2 separate regions of the Mus musculus genome follow, and region 1 is linked to region 2. Evidence: chromatin contacts called from public promoter capture Hi-C data. All regions are on one chromosome and are shown on one strand. Each heading gives the region's core, a stretch centred on a gene start, on an enhancer-like site or on the middle of the called end of the contact. The rest is flanking DNA. Distances are from core to core; before and after follow the strand shown. Region 1 has its middle 13 kb from the start of Gm31973. Region 2 holds the start of Cntnap5b (contactin associated protein-like 5B).

Region 1 (6,769 bases), core at 2,875-5,374, 1.5 Mb after region 2:
CATGTAGAAGAATGCGAATCGATCCATACTTATCTCCTTGTACTAAGGTCAAATCTAAGTGGATCAAGGAACTTCACATAAAACCAGAGACACTGAAACTTATAGAGGAGAAAGTGGGGAAAAGCCTTGAAGATATGGGCACAGGGGAAAAATTCCTGAACAGAACAGCAATGGCTTGTGCTGTAAGATCGAGAATTGACAAATGGGACCTAATGAAACTCCAAAGTTTCTGCAAGGCAAAAGACACCGTCAATAAGACAAAAAGACCACCAACAGACTGGGAAAGGATCTTTACCTATCCTAAATCAGATAGGGGACTAATATCCAACATATATAAAAACTCAAGAAGGTGGACCTCAGAAAATCAAATAACCCCCTTAAAAAATGGGGCTCAGAACTGAACAAAGAATTCTCACCTGAGGAATACCGAATGGCAGAGAAGCACCTGAAAAAATGTTCAACATCCTTAATCATCAGGGAAATGCAAATCAAAACAACCCTGAGATTCCACCTCACACCAGTGAGAATGGCTAAGATCAAAAATTCAGGTGACAGCAGATGCTGGCGAGGATGTGGAGAAAGAGGAACACTCCTCCATTGTTGGTGGGATTGCAGGCTTGTACAACCACTCTGGAAATCAGTCTGGCGGTTCCTCAGAAAATTGGACATAGTACTACCGGAGGATCCAGCAATACCTCTCCTGGGCATATATCCAGAAGAAGCCCCAACTGGTAAGAAGGACACATGCTCCACTATGTTCATAGCAGCCTTATTTATAATAGCCAGAAACTGGAAAGAACCCAGATGCCCCTCAACAGAGGAATGGATACAGAAAATGTGGTACATCTACACAATGGAGTACTACTCAGCTATTAAAAAGAATGAATTTATGAAATTCCTAGCCAAATGGATGGACCTGGAGAGCATCATCCTGAGTGAGGTAACACAATCACAAAGGAACTCACACAATATGTACTCACTGATAAGTGGATACTAGCCCAAAACCTAGGATACCCACGATATAAGATACAATTTCCTAAACACATGAAACTCAAGAAAAATGAAGACTGAAGAGTGGACACTATGCCCCTCCTTAGAAGTGGGAACAAAACACCCATGGAAGGAGTTACAGAAACAAAGTTTGGAGCTGAGATGAAAGGATGGACCATGTAGAGACTGCCATATCCAGGGATCCACCCCATAATCAGCATCCAAACGCTGACACCATTGCATATACTAGCAAGATTTTATCGAAAGGACCCAGATGTAGCTGTCTCTTGTGAGACTATGCCGGGGCCTAGCAAACACAGAAGTGGATGCTCACAGTCAGCTAATGGATGGATCACAGGGCTCCCAATGGAGGAGCTAGAGAAAGTACCCAAGGAGCTAAAGGGATCTTCAACCCTATAGGTGGAACAACATTATGAACTAACCAGTACCCCTGAGCTCTTGACTCTAGCTGCATATGTATCAAAAGATGGCCTAGTCGGCCATCACTGGAAAGAGAGGCCCATTGGACACGCAGACTTTGTGTGCCCCGGTACAGGGGAACGCCAGGGCCAAAGGGGGGGAGTGGGTGGGTAGGGGATTGGGGGTGGGTGGGTAAGGGGGACTTTTGGTATAGCATTGGAAATGTAAATGAGCTAAATACCTAATAAAAAATGGAAAAAAAAAAAAGATACAGAATGTTTAGAGGAAATAAAACAATCAGTATTTTCCAAATGAAGGCAAATCTTTTTGTTGTTGTTGTTGTTGTTGTTGTTGTTTTTATTTTTTGTTTTTGTTTGTTTGTTTGTTTTTGTTTGGTTTTTTTAAAATCACTTTAAGCTAAGGGAAGTAAAGAATTCAGAATGGCTTCAGGATGTTCCTGAAATTGTCCAGATTAACCAGACTCTGTCTCTTCCAAAACTTGTAAGTAGTAAGAAATGTTAACAAAAGTTCTGATGTGCTGAGCTTTGTAGAAGGGGCTGACATCAGCAGAACCACCAGAAGGAGATAGCAGCTGAGCTATCTGGAGGAGGCTCAGACCATCTGAGTGCTTTTTGAAATATTTTCGAAACTGATGTACTGAATACAACTTCAGTAGTACACTTCAACCCTCTAGCTTTCATGGCCTGTCATCTATGGTAGACAGGTCCATTATTGATGAAGCAGTCTGAATCATTTATGCTTACATAAGTATCTTTCACCCATTCTTCTGTAAGTAATGTCAATAAAACTTATTATTTAACCAAGTTGGACCTTGGTGCTAACATCCTTAATCCATTGTTAATACCATACCTGGGGTAAGCAGATGTTTGTTCATGTCTCTGAATAATATCACACAGTACATGGGCTCAGTGGAATAAAATCCATTTCTTCCAAGCCTGATGTCCTAAGTTGGATACAGGTATGCACACTTTGGAAAGGCAAAACTGAGTTGTCTTTCATATGCATGCACATGGCACAGCACAAATTTCTGTACATGTATATACATACATATGTACACACACTCACACACACACACAGACTTCAATTTTAAAGAAATCTATATCTTTTTACCCTAAAAGGTTATAATATTATTTCTAAAATCATCATGTTTTGTTTGTTTGTTTGATTTTAGCATTGAGATTGCAAAGCATTCACAGTTCCTCCTTAGACAAATCTGCCCTATGTTCACACCAAAAATTTCTTTCTTGAGTCTGAAGAGGTGGATCAGTGATTATAAACACATTTTAGCCTCCAAGTGGACATGGGTTCAATTCTCAGCATCCCTATCAGGCTATTCACAACCACCTTTGCTCTAGATACGGGGAATACAACATCCTCCTCTGATCTTTGCAATTACATACTGCAGATTGTACATATAAACTCATGCAGGCACATAAATATACAGTATATATATATATATATATATATATATATATATATATATATATATATATATTTGATAATTTGAAATGTATTTTTTAATTTAATTAGCTAATTACTTAATTTTTACCTATTCACTTTATATCCCAGTCTCTGTTGCCCTCCTGGTCACTTCTGCCCACAATCATTATCCCACTCCCCTGTCCTTCTTCTCTAAGCAGTGCTCCATCCCTGTTTATCCTACCCACCTTAGCACTTCAAGTCTTCAAGAGAGACTAGGTGCCTCCTCTCCCACTAAGGCCAGACAGGCAGCTTAGCCAGAAGAATGTACCCTACGTATAGGCAACATCTTTTGGAATAGACCCCATTTCCGTTGTTCAGGACACATGTGAAGACCAAGCTGCACATCTGCTACAGGTGAGCAGGTTCTAGTCCCCTCTTGTCATCTTTTGCTGACAGCAATTATGCTTGGGCAACAAACTGGAAAATTGTCCTATATATGCAAGTCTCCTAAACAGGAAGTCTATATTGAACAGAAAGTGTGATCTCTGGGGCATGGGTAGCATAGTGTCTATATCATAACTACTTGTTTCATCTCTTAGTCCTTTGTGTCTTTCAACTCCTGGTAATTGAATGCATACATGGATCACAATTAACATCAGTGAAAGACAGCTAGCAAGCCCTGGTGATCTTCCTGTTTTCTCCCAAACAACATTGTCGTGTCATAAACAAGTGTAGTGCTCACAGAACACAGACCCTCATGCCTGTAAAGCTCTTGAATCACAAGCCCCCGTGGTTTCTATAAGAAGTACAATGGCCTAAAAAGGAATTTCTGCACATCTGAGATTGCTAGAAATAGTGTTATTGGCTCCTACCATTGAGCCACTTCTGTTCCTTCTTTTTTTTTTTTTCTGAGAAAAGAATTTGTTGTGTAACCACAGCAATTGCATCTGTAAAGGCAGCATGCTGTCATACTGTCTGCCCTCCAGGCTCTTATCTTAATAAACAATTAGATAAACAAGTGTTCAGATTGACCAGATCAGCCAAATATGGAGCTGGGGAGCTTGTTTTTGTCCTAATGTAGTATCCCCTAGACTTAGGCAGTGACACAGAAGTTTAGGACTATTTATGGTCCACAATAATATTGAGAGTTGAATTCTTGGTTAAGCTCCTCATTAAATTTCTGTGATGATTTGTTCTCATTATTCTAATTGCTGCCTTGTATTCTCAGACCAGCTGGCTCCTGGAGCAGAAGTTCAGCAGGACTATGGCAGATGCTGAATCCATGCACTGCCTTCCTGTGAAGAGGGTCTAATTGCTGTTACTGAGGACTAGCTATGTCACTGGTACTGCCTTGGACTGCACAGCGTCCTCTGGAGACCTGGTGAATAAACGTCCTCGCATCTTCTCAGTTTTAAGGACCCTTCATCATTTATACTGATCTATCTTCTCAACTGGCTGCTGGCTACCTTCAGGCTGCATTAGTTATATGTTGGCTATGCCTCCTACTGCTCATCTGTTCTTCCAATGATAACTAATAAAAGTTGGCAAGGACAATCCTATGTTTTACTGTTCTCTACCAAGTGCCAGGAAAATGATGAATGTCAAGTGTGCATTGTCTGTATGCTGCAATTTATATGATATATCTTGGGGTTATAAACCCCTATAAGTAAGTGTTTCATATTATCCAAGAGAATAACATCTTATGGGCATCCCTTAAGCCTGATTCTTTTCCAAATAGGTATAGTCCTCCACACATAAGATATGCATGAATGTTCCAATATATTCTCAGGTTCAGTAAGCTAGACTTGAATAGAAAACATTTTCTTATTCTGTCCATTCTCAGTTAAATAGACTTTTGTTCATGTCTTCCTTGGAAAAGTTAATGCAATAACCACTCTATTCTGGCTGGATTCCTACAGCCATCTGTGCTGGTTCAGTATATCAGTTTGCTAAAGATATGGGCCATGCAATATTAAGGTTTGCTTGGGATACAAAGGACTACACTTTTCTATGTGCTTCACCACCTTGGTCCTGCCTGGTCTTTCCCTGGTCTCTGGCTACTCCATGAGTTTTCACAGCTTTCATATATGTGTATCAATTTATTAATTCAGCACTTCTACCCCACTCCCTTGAGAAAAAAAAGTGGAATTCAGGAAAATCCAAGATCTTTGGTTCAGTCCTGTTTCAGTAAGCTTCATCTGTCAATGTGAGACCAGCCTTGGCTCACGTGGGAAGAGAGAATCTTAACTGCAGAATTGGCCACATAAGATTGCCCTTTGTGGATGTCTGTGAAGGATTTTATTGACTGGTAGTTTTTGAAGGAAGATGCCACCATGGGTGGTTCTTCCCCTTCATAGGTGTTCCTAGACTATACGAGAAAGGTATTTGAACAAGCTAAAATGCGGTATTTCTCCATGGTCCTCATTTCAATTACTGCCTCCATATTTTTGCTGTGAGCTGGTCTGGCTTTCCTGATTGATAGATTGATGGAAAACTATAAGTTATTAAATCTTTTCCTCCTCAAGTTTCTTTTGGCTTATGGTGTTTTATCATAGTAGCAGAAAGCAAGATGGAACAATCCCTTGATAAGTAGTAGAATCTATGACACAGGACCATAACAGGGGCCTCATATGGGCTTGAGTGACAAAAAGCAAGATATTGAAAGTAATTCCAGTACTTGAGAGACTGAACAGAAAAAGATCCAGAGCAAGGTTGGGGAAACATTCAGTAAAGTACTTACTCTGAAAATGCAATTTTGATCTCTACATCCCACAAAACACAAATATTGAGCGTAGTCATATTTTCCTGTGATCCCAATATTGAGGAAACAGAAATAGGTCATTCCTGGGTCTCACTGGTCTGCCAGACAGGTTAAATTTCCATATTATAGATCAGTAAGGGAGGCTATCTTAAAAAAATGAGATGGATAGTAACTAATGACTTGATGACAGTTGGGGGTTGATTTTCAGCTTCTATGCCCATATGTTTGAATAACAGGCACATGTGCTCTTGCACACATGTAAATATGTGTACATGTGTGCACACACAGATGCATACACAGACATACACACCAGAGATATACACTTACTTACACATAGGAAAAAAGTAAATAAAACACGCCACAAAAATAACAAAATGGACAAACAAACAAATAGACAACAACAGCAAAACAAAACAAACAAAACAAAACAAAACAAAACAAAACAAAACACCAACAGGAAGCCTTACCTGTGTGCTTTCTTTCAATCACTTAAGTAGGTTACATTCATACGGGATTCTTAGCCATGTGTGATTGTCATTTGTGAAAAGTAATTCTCAGAAGGGAACTACAAAGCCACTCTGTCAGTAGCAATATGGTGATGAGAGATAAAAGGATTGTTCCCAGGAAGAGGAGAAATCAAAAAGCTTTAGTGGAAAGAGGGACTCTAGAAAGGACGATGGTAGCTGGACATTGCATACAAACACATGCATACATCACATGGTTCTCACATAAGCACATATACATACCACACATACACATATTCAGAGACATTACAGACACATAAAAATACAGGCACAGTACACACCTACAGAGACACCATAGAGAAATAACTGAAACAGATAAACACATACAGATACATACAGACTTTACACGTACAATACCCACAGAAATGTAAATATATGGATAATACATACAAATAGCACACCAAAAAAACCATCATGTACACATGCATAAACACACACACACACACACACACACACATACACACTCCAGAAAAACAATGGAAAGAACAATTGATGGTTTAATACTGTGCTAATATTTCCTATATTGAATCTACAATTTTGTTAGATTACTTAGCAAAAAATTATTTACCTTAAAATGTCAAAGATATAAGTAAATACATCTCCCTTTTTAAAATTATCAACACTGCTTTAG
Region 2 (6,628 bases), core at 1,999-4,498:
GAGTGCTGGGATTAAAGGCGTGCACCACCACGCCTGGCAAGACAGAATTATTAAATCTTTCATTGTTAAAATATTTTGCCTAGTTGCACTGTATTTTGGAGCTACATTGTAGCTGTGATAATATTGAGGAACACTGTCTTTTATTCTTAGCTATCATTTTTCTCTTCACAATAGCCAAGATGCTTCCTTCTGGAGAATATCACTCCCTTTTAGCAAAGGGAGAAACATGAGTTGATGTCATCTTATTACATAATAGTGGAGAGACACGAAACACTAGAGAAAAACATTTTCAAAGAATGTAGAACTTTCACAACTAAATGTAAGACAAATTGCAGGATGGTTAAAGAATTGTATAATTTAAATTGAGGGAGAAAAATAGAAATAACTCAGGCCTAAAACAGGGCCATTAATGTGTAAATACTGGCATATTCAAAACATGGAAAAATATAGTGAGTAAAATGAAACAAGCAGGGATTCATGTATCAAAACACTAAATTTCAACAGTGATATTAAATAGATTGAAAAGGAGAATATCAAAAAGTTTGATACCATTTCTATACATTTGAAGTAGATATTAGATAAGTGATAGATAGATAGATAGATAGATAGATAGATAAATAGATAGAGGGTGAGTGGGTGGATGGATGGATAGATAGATAGATAGATAGATAGATAGATAGATAGTCAGATAAGCCATAGATATAGTAGGAGAATGGATTCTCAAGTAGCCTTTCTGGACTGAAACTCCATTTGTTGCCTAGGATAACCTTGAAATTCTTATCTTCTTGCCTCTACCCTTCATACTGATTGTGTTGCAGTACCATGTCTAACAACCACATTCTGTTTTATAGTATTACAGGTTGAACCTAAAGCTTCCTTCATAAGCACTCCATCAACCATACTCTATTCTCAACCTCACCATTTCTAAATTGATAAAAGATAATCATAATAATACAATGTGATTTTTAAAGACAAAGATGTGATAACACTCATAAAAGCAACATATATGGACATAATATACCAATAAATTAACATTTTTTATATTATTTTATTCTTTTAAAACTTGCTCAAGAGATGAGACTAGAGAGAAATATCTGTGATTAACAGCTCTTTACTGCTCTTATAAAAGTTAGGAGTTTACAATCTCAGGCAGCACACAAACATCTCTAACTCCAGTTCCAGAAGATCTGACATCATTTTTCTGGTCCATGTGGGCACTGAATGAATAAGATAAATGTACACCCATGCAGGTTCACATACATCCACACAGGCTCTCATACATATATACACATATAAAATTAAATTTTAACAACCTTAAGAAATCAAAAAGTCTAAGTATTACACACAATTAAAACGTACAAAATAATTATCAGTCATGGGTTTGTACATTCAAGACCTTTTGAGTGTGATTAAACTAGTCAGCAGGGGAATTTTCAACCCAGACTCTCTAAGGCCAGAAAAAGTGATGGGAGCATCTCTGGGGTTATCTTAGAAAGGCTGTAGGGGAAACCACTCAAAGCAAAAGGACATAGAATCTCCTTACTCTTTTCATTTCTACACTCCCCTCCCAATATGACAGGAAAGGGTGTGTCCCACAGAATTGATATGTTGTGAGCCAAAGTCCCTCTCTGTATAGTTATGCCTCAAAACCTTGTATTGAATTCACTGTGAACCAGGAATCTACTGACATAATTGATTTCAGTTAAAGTATAGGGATGCTATTTGCTTACAGCTAATAGGACTTTCAGAATTCTTTCCTTAGTAAAATATTGGCCTCTTGTTTTGTTTTCATTGAACTGTCTTTCAGTATTCCACTGATGGAAGCTGAAAGGTTGGGATTTATGCAAAGGCTGCTTAAAGCTCAGTCCAGTGTGGAATAGCTGCAGAGCTGGCAGCTGAAACCAAAGGCTGTCAGGAATCTGTGGTGTAAAATAAATCTGTGTGCTCAGTAATGCTGGGAAGGAGAATTAGTTAAGAGAGAGAGGAATTGACTTCCTTTGATGTGGAAAAATCCTATAGACTCTAACTTGATGTAAATTTCACATAGAAGACATCATTACTGGTTCCTCTTTTGTTAACATTTGACACGTTTCTGGCAGCTTCACACTAAATGCACAATAAGTTGATCTATGGCAAAGCAAGCAAGTCAGCAGACTTATGCTAGAACCTAAATAAACAAGACCTCTAATGCAGAGCCCCGAGGAAGCAATCAAAATGCATCTTCTCTATTATAGATGTAAAGCTTTTAAAAGCCAACAATGGGCTCACACATGACCCTCACACCCACTTGTTTCTACTCATCCTCCAGCCCCTTCCTGTTAAAAATAGTTTTTAAACGTTTTTCTTTTATGCCAGCGTACCATCTTGGCTCCTTTGGGACCCACAGCAGCAATCATCCTGTAGTACTTGTGGAAGCAATGTGCCAATAGCAACCAAGGATAGGTGCAGATAGGGAAAGTCAAAAGTGGAGAGCGATCCTATCTCTAAATGGCTAAACCGGAAATCCCAATGAGATCAATACTAGTCAATTACACATCCCTACAGTTGAAATTGAACCCCATAATTGAAGCTTCCTTTGACTCTCTCCTGCGAAGTGAGGAAAAAGGTATTAGGCACTAGCATAGGTCATTGCTGAGTTCTCCATGGGAAAATCCCATTTCCTAAGGCTTCTTTCTCTCTTCCAACCCCTTTAAGCATCACTTTAGCATCATTGTTTGAAAACCTGATTTAAATGCCAATACTGGCCCCTAATTTGGGAGGAAAAGAAAGAGAAGTGATAAGTGGTTAGGGATGCTGGGATGCATGGACAGGAAAGAGAGAGAGAGAGAGAGAGAGAGAGAGAGAGAGAGAGAGAGAGACAGAGAGAGAGAGACAGAGAGAGAAACAGAAGACAGAGAGAGACAGAGAGAGAGACAGAAGACAGAGAGAGACAGGGAGAGAGACAGAAGACAGAGAGAGACAGAGAGACAGAGAGAGGGAGAGGGAGGGTCGGGGCGGGAGGGGAGGAGAGAAGGATGGAGAGGAAGGGGAGAGGTAGACGGAGGGAGGCAGGCCGGCAGACAGATAGATTGGATCTTTTCTCTTTACTTTCCCAGCAAGTAGCCTAAGCGAGTCACAGGAGCGTCTGTGGGGGGACGCGGGAGCAACCAAGGACCGCCCAGGGCACTCTGATAGGCGAGCTCGCTTCTAGGCAGGGGGCGGTGCCGCTCAGAATGTGCGGATAAGGAGCTGTCCTTCACCCTGGTGCTGAATCTAGCTCTTGCGCCGGAACAAAGTACTTTAGACTATTGGTGGAGCTGTGCGCAAGATCTGAACCTTTAAGAAAGGCAATCTTTAAGAGAAGGCAAGCAAGAAAGGCAAGCACAGAAAGGGACAGTTGCAGGAACTGTCGACTGCAGCTCGGAGCTCCGAGGAAGCTCTGCTACGGTTTCAGTGGAGGATCTGAGAAGCAAAATGGAGTGAAGGAGAAGAGTGTCTGTTTAAGGGGGGGTGGGAGGGGGCGAGGCTGTGCGAAGGAGTGGAAACAGAGAGTGAGAAAAGAAAAGAAAGAAAAGCCAAGGCTGGTGCCTATGAATTTGGGATTCAACTGGAAGAATCGCTCACTCGGGGGAAATGGATTCTGTACCAAGACTGACCAGCATTTTGACTTTGGTGCTGTCTGGCTTGTGGCACGTTGGATTAACAGCGACAAATTGTGAGTACTCAGAGCTGGGGGAGGGAAGATGAGGTGGGATCGATGCTCTTTGGAATAACTATCCACTTTCTGACCATATATGCCCTGGGTAGAAGGAAAGATGAAGGGGGAAACTGTAACCACCACTCCAACTATTTCAAAAGTTATCAGAACTGTAAGGAGCTTGCTCTGCTGCCTGCATTGCTTGCCCTTCTTTTGTAATCATAAAGTTCCCTTAGCTCCATGGTTCTTAATCTCAGCCAGGGATGCACGGCCATGAGCAAGCCTCTAGGGGCAGAGAACCTTCAGAGTCAAGGAACTCTGTAATAGCAGCAACTGCATCTCCCACCGATCTGAAAAGTGCCCCAAACAACTCAACCCCCACCTCCACCCTAAGTACTGAGCTCTCTTCACTGCCTTTGGCATAAGGTTCCAATTGGGGCATTTTATAACCAATGAACACCCATGTAAAGGGTTTGGGAGTTTGGGCCTAAGAATTGTAGTCCAAATGTAGTTACTACAGGAGATCAATGGTTCCCTATTACAAGGCAGAGGAGGGAGAGCTCCAGAACACACTCCACCCTCCAAATTCTGGTGCCTGAGAAGGAATAGGGAGTATGCATCGCACTGTCCACGTTTCGACCCGAGCAAGCATATAACAGTTATTTAATTGGCAGTAATTTTTGACTCTCATAGATCTGCCCCTTGTACTACATATTTAAAGAATCCAGTTTGTGAAACTTGAACACAAATAGCTAAACCTATGAGAGGTTCAAGCTCAATTGCTCAGTTGCTTCTTTAGGCAGAAGGAGGGAAATTTTGCCTTCTTTGGGAACTCCCAAATGAGAAAAAATGCAATTAAGCCATCTGTGTTCTTTGCAAGGGTGGCTTACCACAGACTCTCAAGTTTATGCGTTTGTTCCCTCATCTTCTTTTCCTACACTGAAGCTCAGAAATATTATCCAGACTTGACCAATATTGTTTTACTTGTATTATTTTTTTTATTTGTATTATCATTTCTTTATTTGTATTATCATTTTCAGGTGGAAAAAGATAAGAAGACTTACTATAGACGATCCTTTTGCCTTATTACTTAATTCTTAGAGGATCTTGTCCCAGAATTTGCATTATAGAGTGCAGACAGGTGAATAGATGTTCAAAGTAGAGTCAGTGTTTCTGTTATCCAAAGATTGGAAAGCTTACAATTGTTAGGCTTCCCTGTCCATTGTGTTTTGATAAGTGAATAAATTATTTTAGAGGATATATTGAGGGAGATTACATTCAGGTAAATGGAATTTTCTCTTCTGCTTTCTCAAACTTCCTTTCTCCCCCCACCCCCACCCCCGACTTTCTTCTCCCCCCTTTGCCCTTTTCTCATTGAAATTATCCCCATGGTGCCCAAGGGAAAGACCCAAGAGCCTTAGACAGGAAGTAAACTTTGCTACTGAGCTAGTTTCTCTACCTTCTCGAACACTAGAGGTCAGTGCTGCCCAGTTAATGTAGAGGCGTGGCTCTGAATTGTGTTTTCCCTGTAGCACATTCCTTTAGCTGAAGAGCATGAATACTTTGAAGATCCTATAGGTGAGAGTGAGGAATACTGATGAAATGGGTAGAGTGCTCAGCGTGACTTAGGCTTCTTCAAGTATCACCCTTCTTGAAATTCTTTCTTGGAGCTATATTTTCTGTAAATTAATTTGACTATGGTTAATGTATTTTAATTATGTACATGAAACTAAATGACATGGGTTTAAGACTTCAATCTGTCATATCCACAATAGTTACAAAGCCTGTTCTGGGTATTTAAAGAGAAAGTTGGTGATAATGGTCTTCAGAATTTCCCAAGTGGTCATTGCATTCCCCATTTACAAGTAACACAGTCACTGAGTGAGTGAAGCTGGCTAAGTATTCTAGAGACAGTTTTCTTCAGGAATAGCAGTGAGAGTTTATTGTACTGTAAAAACTGGATACATTCAGTAAACAATAGGTTGGCAGCTGGTTCTGAAATCTATGCATATTAGTGGTCTTCAGAGCCTATAAGGCAAAACTTCTCAATGCAATCATGAGTATTTCCCAGTTTCTCTAAGCTATTGTGCAGTTTTTGTGTAGATATTGGATTTGCTAGTAATATATAATATGTTCACATTTGCATATATTCTTTGATGACCTAGATATTTCCTTTCCAAGAGTTTCCTTTTAATTTAAGAGAATTATTCTTTTTAAAAATTATTTCCCCTACATGTTAAGGAGTAATATCTGCCTTCAAAACAGATCGTGTGACCAAGTTCTTCCATGGGGGACAGTTATGGGTATTAAGTTATAGGTGTGAGGTTTCTTAAAAAATAGCTTGCTTGTCTCCTCTTTTTTGTAATCACTCTTTATTGCTGTTGCTATACTCTGTAGTGTGTAAGTATCTATTTGTATATGTTTGGTTTTCTCATACACCCTTTCACACATAGTCCTTTCTACTTACCAAAGTACAAATTGTGTAAGTTTCTTATTAAGCACTATGTAAACAAAATCAGGCTAGAAAGAATGCCAGCATAATACAGATATTCCATTTCTATGGTAAGAATCTAATTACCTACCAGTAATAAAAACCTCTGGAAATTCTCGCATTCTTGATTTTCAGGATATTAAACAGCTAGAGTGTTTCCATTGGGTATATATATTCTAAGAGGACTGTTTAAGTTTGAATATAGATATAGGTCAATGTAAAAATTTTTAAAGTATTATACATTCACCTTCTTTGACATGAGAAGCTATGGTATGACTTGGGAATTTGGGCAAATGTGTCTAGAATCAGTATCTAAGAAGTTCTAGAAACTAGGATGCCTCAGACCAGAGGGGTCAAGTGTCTATCTAATTACTGTCCTTTCCAGCCTGCCAGTAAAATGTAGCCAGCAAGTAAGATATGTGTTTACTCCAAATTGAACAGCAGCTAAATATCTTAATAAT

Evidence for each region. Promoter capture Hi-C pulls out the DNA fragments that hold promoters and counts their contacts.
Region 1: a promoter capture Hi-C map of hippocampal neurons shows a contact between it and region 2, with 4 times the contacts expected there. The contact joins the enhancer-like site here to the promoter of Cntnap5b in region 2. A contact is called at or near these places in 4 of 39 promoter capture datasets (cranial neural crest, hippocampal neurons and liver).

Annotation. Positions count from the first base shown.
Region 1 is chr1:101,246,502-101,253,270 of GRCm38.p6, forward strand. No RefSeq gene overlaps it. Among named protein-coding and RNA genes, the nearest start is that of Gm31973, 13 kb to the right of the region's middle. Within about 2 kb of position 4,125, at least 2 of the 459 cell types and tissues checked have an H3K27ac peak or open chromatin away from gene starts, as enhancers often do. A contact at or near this core is called in hippocampal neurons, where this site is marked.
Region 2 is chr1:99,769,153-99,775,780 of GRCm38.p6, forward strand. It overlaps Cntnap5b (contactin associated protein-like 5B), which reads left to right and starts at 3,249. Exons shown (of 24, transcript NM_172851.3): 1 at 3,249-3,694. The coding sequence starts at 3,613. The region is part of intron 2 of Gm51641 (a long non-coding RNA gene); the gene reads right to left.